Regions from separate parts of the Macaca mulatta genome. Here region 2 is linked to region 1. Evidence: chromatin contacts called from public Hi-C data. All regions are on one chromosome and are shown on one strand. Each heading gives the region's core, a stretch centred on a gene start, on an enhancer-like site or on the middle of the called end of the contact. The rest is flanking DNA. Distances are from core to core; before and after follow the strand shown. Region 1 has its middle 180 kb from the start of FOXO1. Region 2 holds the start of FOXO1 (forkhead box O1).

Region 1 (4,706 bases), core at 1,867-4,366:
TGAAGGAGCTCCATCGCCCATCCCCAGCATCGACCCCAGCCCTACGGGGCCCCGTGCCTCTCTCAGGGGTGGGTTGTGGTGAGGAGAGAGGCGGCTGGTTCAGTTTGGGATCCCCAGTATTCTAGGACAGCCCCATCTTCTCTCACTTCCATGAACACAGCTCCCAAGGCGGTCTCTGCATTTGGCCACAGCATTGCATCTTCTAAGCTGCTGTGCCGTCTGTCTGGGAGCTAGTGGTGTTCAGTCCACAGTGGCCAGACTGTCCTCCGTGGAGGGAGGTGAGACAAGACAGTAGGTGTTTTTGTGACCCCTGGTGCAATGAGAGGCACCTTTCTTCTGACCCATCCTGCCCCCAAGAGCCCTCACGTGGCAACTTGCCTTCCCCTTGAGGCGTCCCGGGTCACTTGTGTGCTGGGCCCCTCCCTTGTGTTAGCAGAGAAATCTCTAGTCCTTGTGGGCTGTGCACGGTGGTGGCTCACGCCTGTAATTCCAGCATTTTGGGAGGCCGAGGCGGGTGGATCACCTGAGGTCAGGAGTTTGAGACCAGCCTGGCCAACATGGTGAAACCCCATCTCTACTAAAAATACAAAAATTAGCCGGGCGTGGTGGCAGGGGTGGCGCCTGTAATCCCAGCTACTTGGGAGTCTGAGGCTGGAGAATGGCATGAACTCGGGAGGTTAAGCTTGCAGTGAGCCGAGAATGCACCACTGCACTCCAGCCTGGGCGACAGAGCCAGACTCCGTCTCAAAAAAAAAGATAGAAATCTTAGTCCTTGACTTGCAAGGCTCCTTTCCAGAGCTGCTGGGGCTCACAACCCATGTATCCATTAACCAGCTAGGTGATCTTGGGGACATTCCTTCATGGCTGCGTGTCTTGTTTTTTATCCACAAAATGGGAGAATAAGGATATCAGTCTTGCTAGGAGGATCAAATGAGTTAAGACAGTCCAAGCACTTCAAACAGAGCTACGTTAGCTATTATGAGTATTATTGTTAACTTCAGTGTGCTGTGAGAGGGTGGACCCTGTCTGGGTAACAGGGCAGCAGGAAGCAATTTGGTTCAATTCTCTTGAATGTGGGGGAGCCAGGGGGCGGTGGGCACGCCTCTACTGCAATCTCCCTCCTTCCTTGAAAGATTTGTGTGGGTCAGTGGACAGGAAACACATAATTCTAATAAAGGAATGGCCTCCTTGTGACTTTCTGAATAAATTCCAAGTCCCTTAGCATGTCATTCAAGGCCTGCCCAGGATCTGGCCTGGACTCATCACGACAGCTGTGGCACACCCAGTGGTCATGGAATATGTATGTGTCTCCTGAGTATGGGCCCGTGAAAGCCTTTTCCACCCTCCTCCCCCAGAGGCCGGCAGCTCTGGTGTATTCTCACTACTCCTAACACCTTGAAACTTCACACCTCCATGCATTGTTCTCTCCGAATTTCTCCTCCTAACAAGACCCATTTCCTAAGTTGCCTTTACCCTAAAGCCTGTTTTGGAGTCCTCCCCTCTTTCACCTTCAAATTAAATCACATCTTCTCTGTAGTACATTGTTTACCCCACTACCAAAGAAGTTTGAGCCTGGGCACGAGGGCTCACACCTGTAATCCCAGTACTTTGGGAGGCTGAAGTGGGAAGATCATTCAAGGCCAGGAGTTAGAGACCAGCCTAGCAACACAGCCCGACCTTGTCTCTACAAAAAATAATAAAAAGTAAATTAGCTGGGTGTGGTGGCGGGCGCCTGCAGTCTCAGCTACTCAGGAGGCTGAGGTGGGAGGATCACCTGTGTGCAGGAGGTCGAGGCTGCAGTGAGCTATGATGGCATCACTGCACTCCAGCCTGGGTGACAGAGGGAGACCCTGTCTCTAAATAAATAAATAAAAATTAAAAAAGAAGTTTGCGTGTGCGTATGTATGTGTTCATGCATTTGGATGCATCCCAGCCACCTGTCTTTCTCCCAGCCCATCTGCCAAACAGCGCCAGAGGAATAATTCTGCAAGCACAAGCTGAGCCCTCCTCTGTGTGTTTTAACTGGCTGCTATAATTGAAGGGCAGCACATGGCATTTGTTATTTTCCATAACCCTCACAATCTATGAGGTGGGCATTATTATGCCCATTTTACAGATGAGAGGATGGGGGTTTAGAAAGATTCAGTATTTCTCCCAAGATCACACCATTAGTACAAGCAGGGATTCCATTTGAGTCTGGCTGACCTCACAAATCAATGCCTCCGACCCTTAGCTATACAGCCTGTACCGCACTCCACGGACCAAAAACCCAAAATGAGAAACAGCCACACTCCTCAGCAGGTGCTGAAGCCTCGGGCCTGGTTTTAAGCACTGCCCCATGTGCATCGTGGTCCGGCCTGATGGGTCCGTGTGTGTTACCCAGCCAGCCCTTCTCTCTGGGCCTGGGCCATGGACTTTCCTACTGCCTCTGCCTGGAATGTCCAGCTGCCCAACCACTGTGAAAACTGAGTGGGGTCAAGTGTTAGCTCCTTTGGGAAGCCTGCTCTGCCTCTCCCTCTCTAATCTTCGGGGATAATTAGGGGCTCCCTTCCTGTACCCCCTCCAGTCTTCCCCAGCCCTTCTTGCGGGCAGCTGTGTGCTCACATGCCATTCCAACCTCTGGACAGTCTGTTCCCAGAGGTCGTGGGCTTTGCTGTATTTGTCCTTGTATCTTTGAGCCTGGCTTTGGCCCTGACCACACATGTGTGGCACTGTAAATGCTGCTGAAGTAATAGAGTTGGGTAAATGACGATCGCTTTTCTGCCTTGTTGGCTGCAAATCCCACCTTCACAGAGCAGGCCCGCACATTCCCATGGTGCTGGGCCACTAGGGAGCAGTTTGGGGAAACCAAGCTAACGTTTAGGAAAAATATGCAGATTCACTGCAGGTTTCATTGCAGGCCACCTGACTAGCCTTGAGGGCAGTTCGAGTCTCCACTTGAACACCTGAGAATGGATGCTGGGCCACTCCCTGGGGATCATTTTGCCCCATGCAGTAATTCCACCAATCTGGGCAGCAGAAAGGTTAAGTGACTTGCTCAAGGACCCACAGAACTAAGGAACAGAGCTTGGGATGGGAAGCAATGGCTTCTGTGCTTTCTGCTCTGGGACCCATTTCTCAGCCCTTGGGAGGGCCCACTGAGGCTGGGGTGGGGTTTAGGCTGGCTTTGAAATCCTTGGGATCGTCTGGCGAAGTCGAGAACAGGGTAGTAGCCTTGCCTCAGAAGTCTTGGGGCTGCTCTGGGTAACGGAGCTGCTGCCCCGGCAGCAGGAAGTAATACTTTTAGAGCTTTAGCCCCAAAACCTCAGAAACTTTTTGATGATGCATTAAATGTCAAGTATATTGTTGAGAGGTGAAAAAAAAAAAAAAAAAGAAAAAAACCCAGGTATCAGCCTTTGTTACTGAGATGATAGGAGATAGTAATATTACAGGAAGTCATACTGTCAAAATAATAGAGAGGGTAGTGTCTAAGGGGCCACACCTTATAATAACTGTACTTAGTACAAAGGAGATTTCGTGTGCACCTCCTCATCTGTGCACTCTGAGGTGGAGCCCGGAGAGGAGGTGTAGAGAGAAGAAGGTGGAGTCTGCTCTGCGGGTATCTTTGCTTTGACACACAAAGCAGAGTTTAACTCAAAGACTGCTTTGTCTGGGGACAGACTACTCAGGCTTCAGGCAATTACCATGAAAATTCAAGTTAAAAAAAATGCATAATTGGAGCGAAAGGATTTTTAAATCTGTTTTTTTGCCTAAATGATTTGTCTGCTGAGATGATAATTTCCAGATAATTGCAGCATTTTGGAACTGGAAGGGACTCTAAGGGGTCATTTTCCTCCCCATCCCCCGTCCCCACCGCTGATGTGATGAGGGCTTCGCAGCCTGCAGATGGACTTGGTTCAGGTCCTCAGCTAGGTGATGGCTCAGCAAGCCTGGCCCCCAGGCAGCCTGGCCCCATGCCTGCCACTTCCTGCGGCCACACCCTGCCCACCCTCCCATCTCCTTTCCAAATGAGCTAGCTCCCTGGGCACGCCTTCTGTTCTGCAGGGCAAGTTATCTAGCCTAGCCCCTGGCACAGGTAAGTCCTGGACACATGTTTGTGGAGAGAATAAACATGAGTTGGGGAGGAACTGGGCCAGGCTCCTCCACATGTTGTATGTGAAGCCTGTAGGTAGAGCTGGTTCACAGCCTGGCTGTTTGAACATGCAGGGACTTAGGCTGCAAGGGGGTGTGGACCGCGTGGTGTATTTGGAAGCAAAGCAACATTCATAGGCTGCAGCGAAAGACCTCCCCCTTCTGACTCCACACAGGGGCTATTCTCTCTCTTATTTCTATCTCTAGCCCTGACCCTCCTCCGAGCCCATCTCTCCAGCCACCTGCCTGGCACCTCCACTAGGATATGCAGCTGGCATCTCACGCTTGACATGGCCAAACAAGTCTTCCTCCATCTTTTGCTGGGTTACAGCATGTATCTACCCTAAATCTAAAGAATCACTCTTGGTTCTTCTGTTTCCCACTCCTCCAAGCACACTCAATCTACCAGTGAGTCCTATTGGCTTTGCAGTAAAGAATATACCTCAGATTGGGCCACGTGTCACCCCTCTACCTCTACTCCCCTTATTCAAGCCACCACCGTCTCCCAGAGCTCTGGGTCCCAGTGCTCCTCCTGTTCCGGGCAGACCCACGCTTGCTGCCATCCCGGGTCTTTG
Region 2 (4,462 bases), core at 1,300-3,799, 180 kb before region 1:
GGAAAAGAAAGTTTAGCTTGATATAACCCTTGTGGAGGGCAATTTGGCTGTGCCTTTCAAAATTACGAATGGGTATACCTGCTGACTCAATGACTTTCATTTCTGGAAACTCCTCCTGTATATATACTTCTACAGACATGAAATGAAGTTATGCAAGGTTATTTCTTACAGAATAGTCTGTGATAGCTAAAGACTGGAAACAAGTGAAATATTCAACAACATCCTGGGGTTCAGTAAATTGATATTTAGATACAACAGTGTGGTGGTTAGCTGTAAAAACCCTTCAATATATATTTTTAATCCTTTGGACCTATGTGTCAGGGACATTGGTATTATAGGTTCTCTGTGCCTGCCTCGTCAAGTTTTTTAAAGAAAGACCAAATAAAAGTAAACTATCACATCACATTTGAAGAAATAATTGGGCAGGAGAGCCTCAAAGATTTCAAGGATTTGGGGAAAGTCTGTAGGAAGACTCCTTTAACCAAATAAATATTCTTCTCTGATTGACGCCCTGAAAAACCGGAATAGAAATGAAGGCAAGGCCAAATTTGAAGCTGGCTTCCTTTGCCAAGAATTATCCACTAGGGCACCGCCTATTTTTAGGGTGCGGCTGTCTGGATCAGGGGCTGCTTCTGCAGAGTGTAATTGGAAAGGATGGGGGAAGCAACAGCTGTACTTTGGGGCCTGCCTTTGAGCTCATCATCTGGGTTACTGAGGTCCCCTAGCGGCTGGCAGAGGAGGCCCAGATTGTCCAAATTTGCTAGTAAACGTGAAGAGACCACAAGACGAGGGTGGGAACCAGCCTCCGCCCGTCCCCAATCCATCCGGCTCAGGCTCCCCACCCCACCCATCCCCAGTATCAGCAAGAAGCTATTGTGATAAATGGATTATGAAGAAACAGGAGCCCAGACTACAGAGACGATAGTTAGAATATAAATGAAGAAACAGATCTCTAAATCTTTTTAACTTTTGTAAGAGGCCTCATTTTCCCCTTTTTCCCCTCTTTTCTATTTTTTCAACAACCTCTTGTCCAACAGACTAATTTTCTCTAGATGCCACTTTTTCCATTGCAGAATTACTTGTAAGAAAGAAAGGGGAATTAAAAAAAAGAGTTGGAAGCTGTCCTTTTGGACAAGATATTTAAAACCCTATTGTCCATCTTCCATCCTAAGTGTTCCCATCTTTCTAAAAGGAAATGCCTTCCATATTCTTCCTAAAAAAGCAAAAGCATAACAAAACAAAACTGGAAAACTGTTTCTTCTGCTTGAGACACAAGGGCCATTATCTTCCTACCTTTGGCCCCACTGATCCTCGACAGGATGTCCTGGACCTGCAGCTCAGACGAGGAAAGGTGGGGTGTGGGTGGGGGGTTGGTTGACGCACACAGCAAGTAGCCTCAAGGAACTTGGGGATGGGGCAGGCTGCGCCCCAAGGCTTTGGTCCTATCCCCCGCCCTTGCGTTTTAACTTAACACCCGATCACTTCCGTTGTAAATAAAAAAGAAATAACAAACAGTTAAATTTAATTAGGGGTAAGTAATAAAGTGACCTGGTTCTCGCTAACTGCGCTCCTGAGCCCTTCGCTGCCGGCCCTGGACTCAGTGGACGAAGCGGGAGATTCCCGCCCAGGGGAAGAGGTTCCCACGGAGGGCATGCGGTCGCGGGTGCCTTTGGATCCGTGTGTGCGGGGAGGCGGGAGAATCTCCTCCTCGCGCCGGGGCCCCTGTTCCTCATTTCTAGCCTTTTAAAAAAGATCAAGAATACAGTGAATCCGGTTGGGGGCTGCCCGGCTGGGTGACGCGCCTCTGGCTAGACCGAATGGCACAGGTTGAGCCTGGGGGTGCGGACAGGTGGGCACCGGGCGCGGAGAAGGGTCTCTCAGCGCGGACTCGACTGCAGGACCCGCGGCGCCAGGGGCGGTGGTCGTGTGCAGCCCGTGAGCGGGCCGGAGGACTTGACAGATCGCAGCGAAAGAAAACACTAAACCAAAACAAAATCCACCGATTCCCCACGTCGTTTAGCAAAGACATCGTGGGTGGAGCCAGGAGGGAACGATTGAGTAGAATTCCGCGCGGCCGCCTCCACCCACCCACCCCGCGCCCCGGGTCCCCGGCCCCCTGCCCTGTCCGCCCGCCGGGCTGGGCCCGCAGCAGAGGTCAAGGCGCAGCGAGCGCCTCCTCCCACCCGGGCTTCCAGAGTACTCGGCTCTGCTCCTCCGTAGTAAACAAAGTGTCGCCGCCGCCTCCACGCTGCTTTGCTTCCTAGCAATCAAAACACTGAGAAGGCGAGAGAATCACAGAAACACTCGAGAATTACCAGAAAATAATAGAGATCCAAAAAAAAAAAAAAAAAAAAGGAGATGAGTGTGTGAAAGAGAAAAACACCCTACTACCCCCCACCAGCCCACCGCCGCCTCCCCGTGGAAAACCGGGCCCCGCCCAGCCCGGCGCCCACTGGCTGCCCAGGCGGCGGTGCCGCATGCCCATTGGCCGCGCGGGCTGTCGGTCAGGGGCGGGCCGGCGCGCGCGCCGGCGCGGGCGGGGAGCGGCGGCAGATCCCGTAAGTCGGGCGGCCTAGTAGTCGCAGCAGCCGCTGCTGCCGCCGCCACATTCAACAGGCAGCAGCGCAGCGGGCGCGCAGCCGGGGAGAGCGAGCGGCCCGCGGCATCCGTCTGTCCTTCCGTCCGCGGCCCTGTCAGCTGGAGCGCGGCGCAGGCTCTGCCCCGGCCCGGCGGCTCTGGCCAGCCGTCCAGTCCGTGCGGCGGACCCTGAGGAGCCTCGATGTGGATGGCCCGGCGAAGTTAAGTTCTGGGCTCGCGCTTGCACTCCGCCGCGCTTTCCTCCCAGTTTCCGTCCGCTCGCCGCACCGGCTTCGTTCCCCCAAATCTCGGACCGTCTCTTCGCGCCCCCTCCCCCTCCGGCCCCCGTGCTGCGTTCTCCCCTTCTTGGCTCTCCCGCGGCTGGGGGAGGGGCGGGGGTCACCATGGCCGAAGCGCCTCAGGTGGTGGAGATCGACCCGGACTTCGAGCCGCTGCCCCGGCCGCGCTCGTGCACCTGGCCGCTGCCCAGGCCGGAGTTTAGCCAGTCCAACTCGGCCACCTCCAGCCCGGCGCCGTCGGGCGGCGCGGCTGCCAACCCCGACGCCGCGGCGGGCCTGCCCTCGGCCTCGGCTGCCGCTGTCAGCGCCGACTTCATGAGCAACCTGAGCTTGCTGGAGGAGAGCGAGGACTTTCCGCAAGCACCCGGCTCCGTGGCGGCGGCGGTGGCGGCGGCGGCCGCCGCGGCCGCCACCGGGGGACTGTGCGGGGACTTCCAAGGCCCGGAGGCGGGCTGCCTGCACCCAGCGCCGCCGCAGCCCCCGCCGCCCGGGCCGCTGTCGCAGCACCCGCCAGTGCCCCCCGCTGCCGCTGGGCCTCTCGCGGGGCAGCCGCGCAAGAGCAGCTCGTCCCGCCGCAACGCGTGGGGCAACCTGTCCTACGCTGACCTCATCACCAAGGCCATCGAGAGCTCGGCGGAGAAGCGGCTGACGCTGTCGCAGATCTACGAGTGGATGGTCAAGAGCGTGCCCTACTTCAAGGATAAGGGTGACAGCAACAGCTCGGCGGGCTGGAAGGTGAGCGGTCTCGGCGCGCGGCCGGACCTTGGGGGCGCGGTGGGTCAGGCGAGGGCGCAGCTGTGCAGGTTTGCTCGGCCTGAAGGTGCGGGCCAGGAGGGCAGCGCGTTCCCAGGAGGGCGGGCGAGAAGCGGTGGTCGCGGTGACCTCGCCCAGGTCCGGTCGGGGACGGCAGTAGGTGTGCGCGCGCGCCAGTCAAGAGTTCGCGTGGGACGCGAAAAGGGGCTCGTCGAGGAACTAAGTAAAGAAAGTGCGCCAAGAAGTGGATATCAGCGGCCGAAAAGTTTGCCAGTGAAAGGAGAAACGGGTTCGCTGGGAGGGGCACTCCCCCGGCCCGCGCTGACTGCTTCGACTGCCCCTTCCCTCCCGGACCTCCGCGGGGGGAGGGCAGGTCCTCTCCGGCCGCGCTGCGGAGCTGTTTCCGCCGGGCGCGGCGGGGGAGGGCGCGGCGAGGGGCCCCGGACTCTCCCTGTCCCGGGACCGGGCTGCAGGTGGAGGGGACAGGCAGGGCGCGACCGGCCGTGGACGGTGCAGGGCCAGCCGGGCAGTTTCTGGAGGCGGTGCGCATTTTGCTTTGTTTGGTTTTCTCTGGAGTGGCCTCGAGTGCCGGGGGCCGGGCGTCCCGAGCCCGAGGTGGTGCCTCCGACACGTGCGAAGGGGCGGCCACCGCCTGCGGAGCGCCGGCGCCTGGCTGCGCTGGGCGAGCTAAAGTTCAAGTGTGACCCTCGGCGGGGGCGGGCGCGGGCGGTGGCGATGGCGTGGGAGGGGCCCCGGGCGCAGGAAGCCCGCGCCTTTAAAGGGCCAGCGCGTCCGGGCCGGGAGCCGTGGGGCCAGCGTTTCTCCACGAGGGG

Evidence for each region. Hi-C and Micro-C count contacts between places; a contact is called where the count stands out from the background.
Region 2: a Hi-C map of blood shows a contact between it and region 1, with 2.3 times the contacts expected there. The contact joins the promoter of FOXO1 here to the enhancer-like site in region 1. A contact is called at or near these places in 3 of 14 Hi-C or Micro-C datasets (CD4 T cells, blood and liver).

Annotation. Positions count from the first base shown.
Region 1 is chr17:19,944,226-19,948,931 of T2T-MMU8v2.0, reverse strand. No RefSeq gene overlaps it. Among named protein-coding and RNA genes, the nearest start is that of FOXO1, 180 kb to the left of the region's middle. Within about 2 kb of position 3,116, at least 10 of the 40 cell types and tissues checked have an H3K27ac peak or open chromatin away from gene starts, as enhancers often do. A contact at or near this core is called in CD4 T cells and blood, where this site is marked.
Region 2 is chr17:20,127,696-20,132,157 of T2T-MMU8v2.0, reverse strand. It overlaps FOXO1 (forkhead box O1), which reads left to right and starts at 2,549. Exons shown (of 3, transcript XM_001088437.5): 1 at 2,549-3,611. The coding sequence starts at 2,982.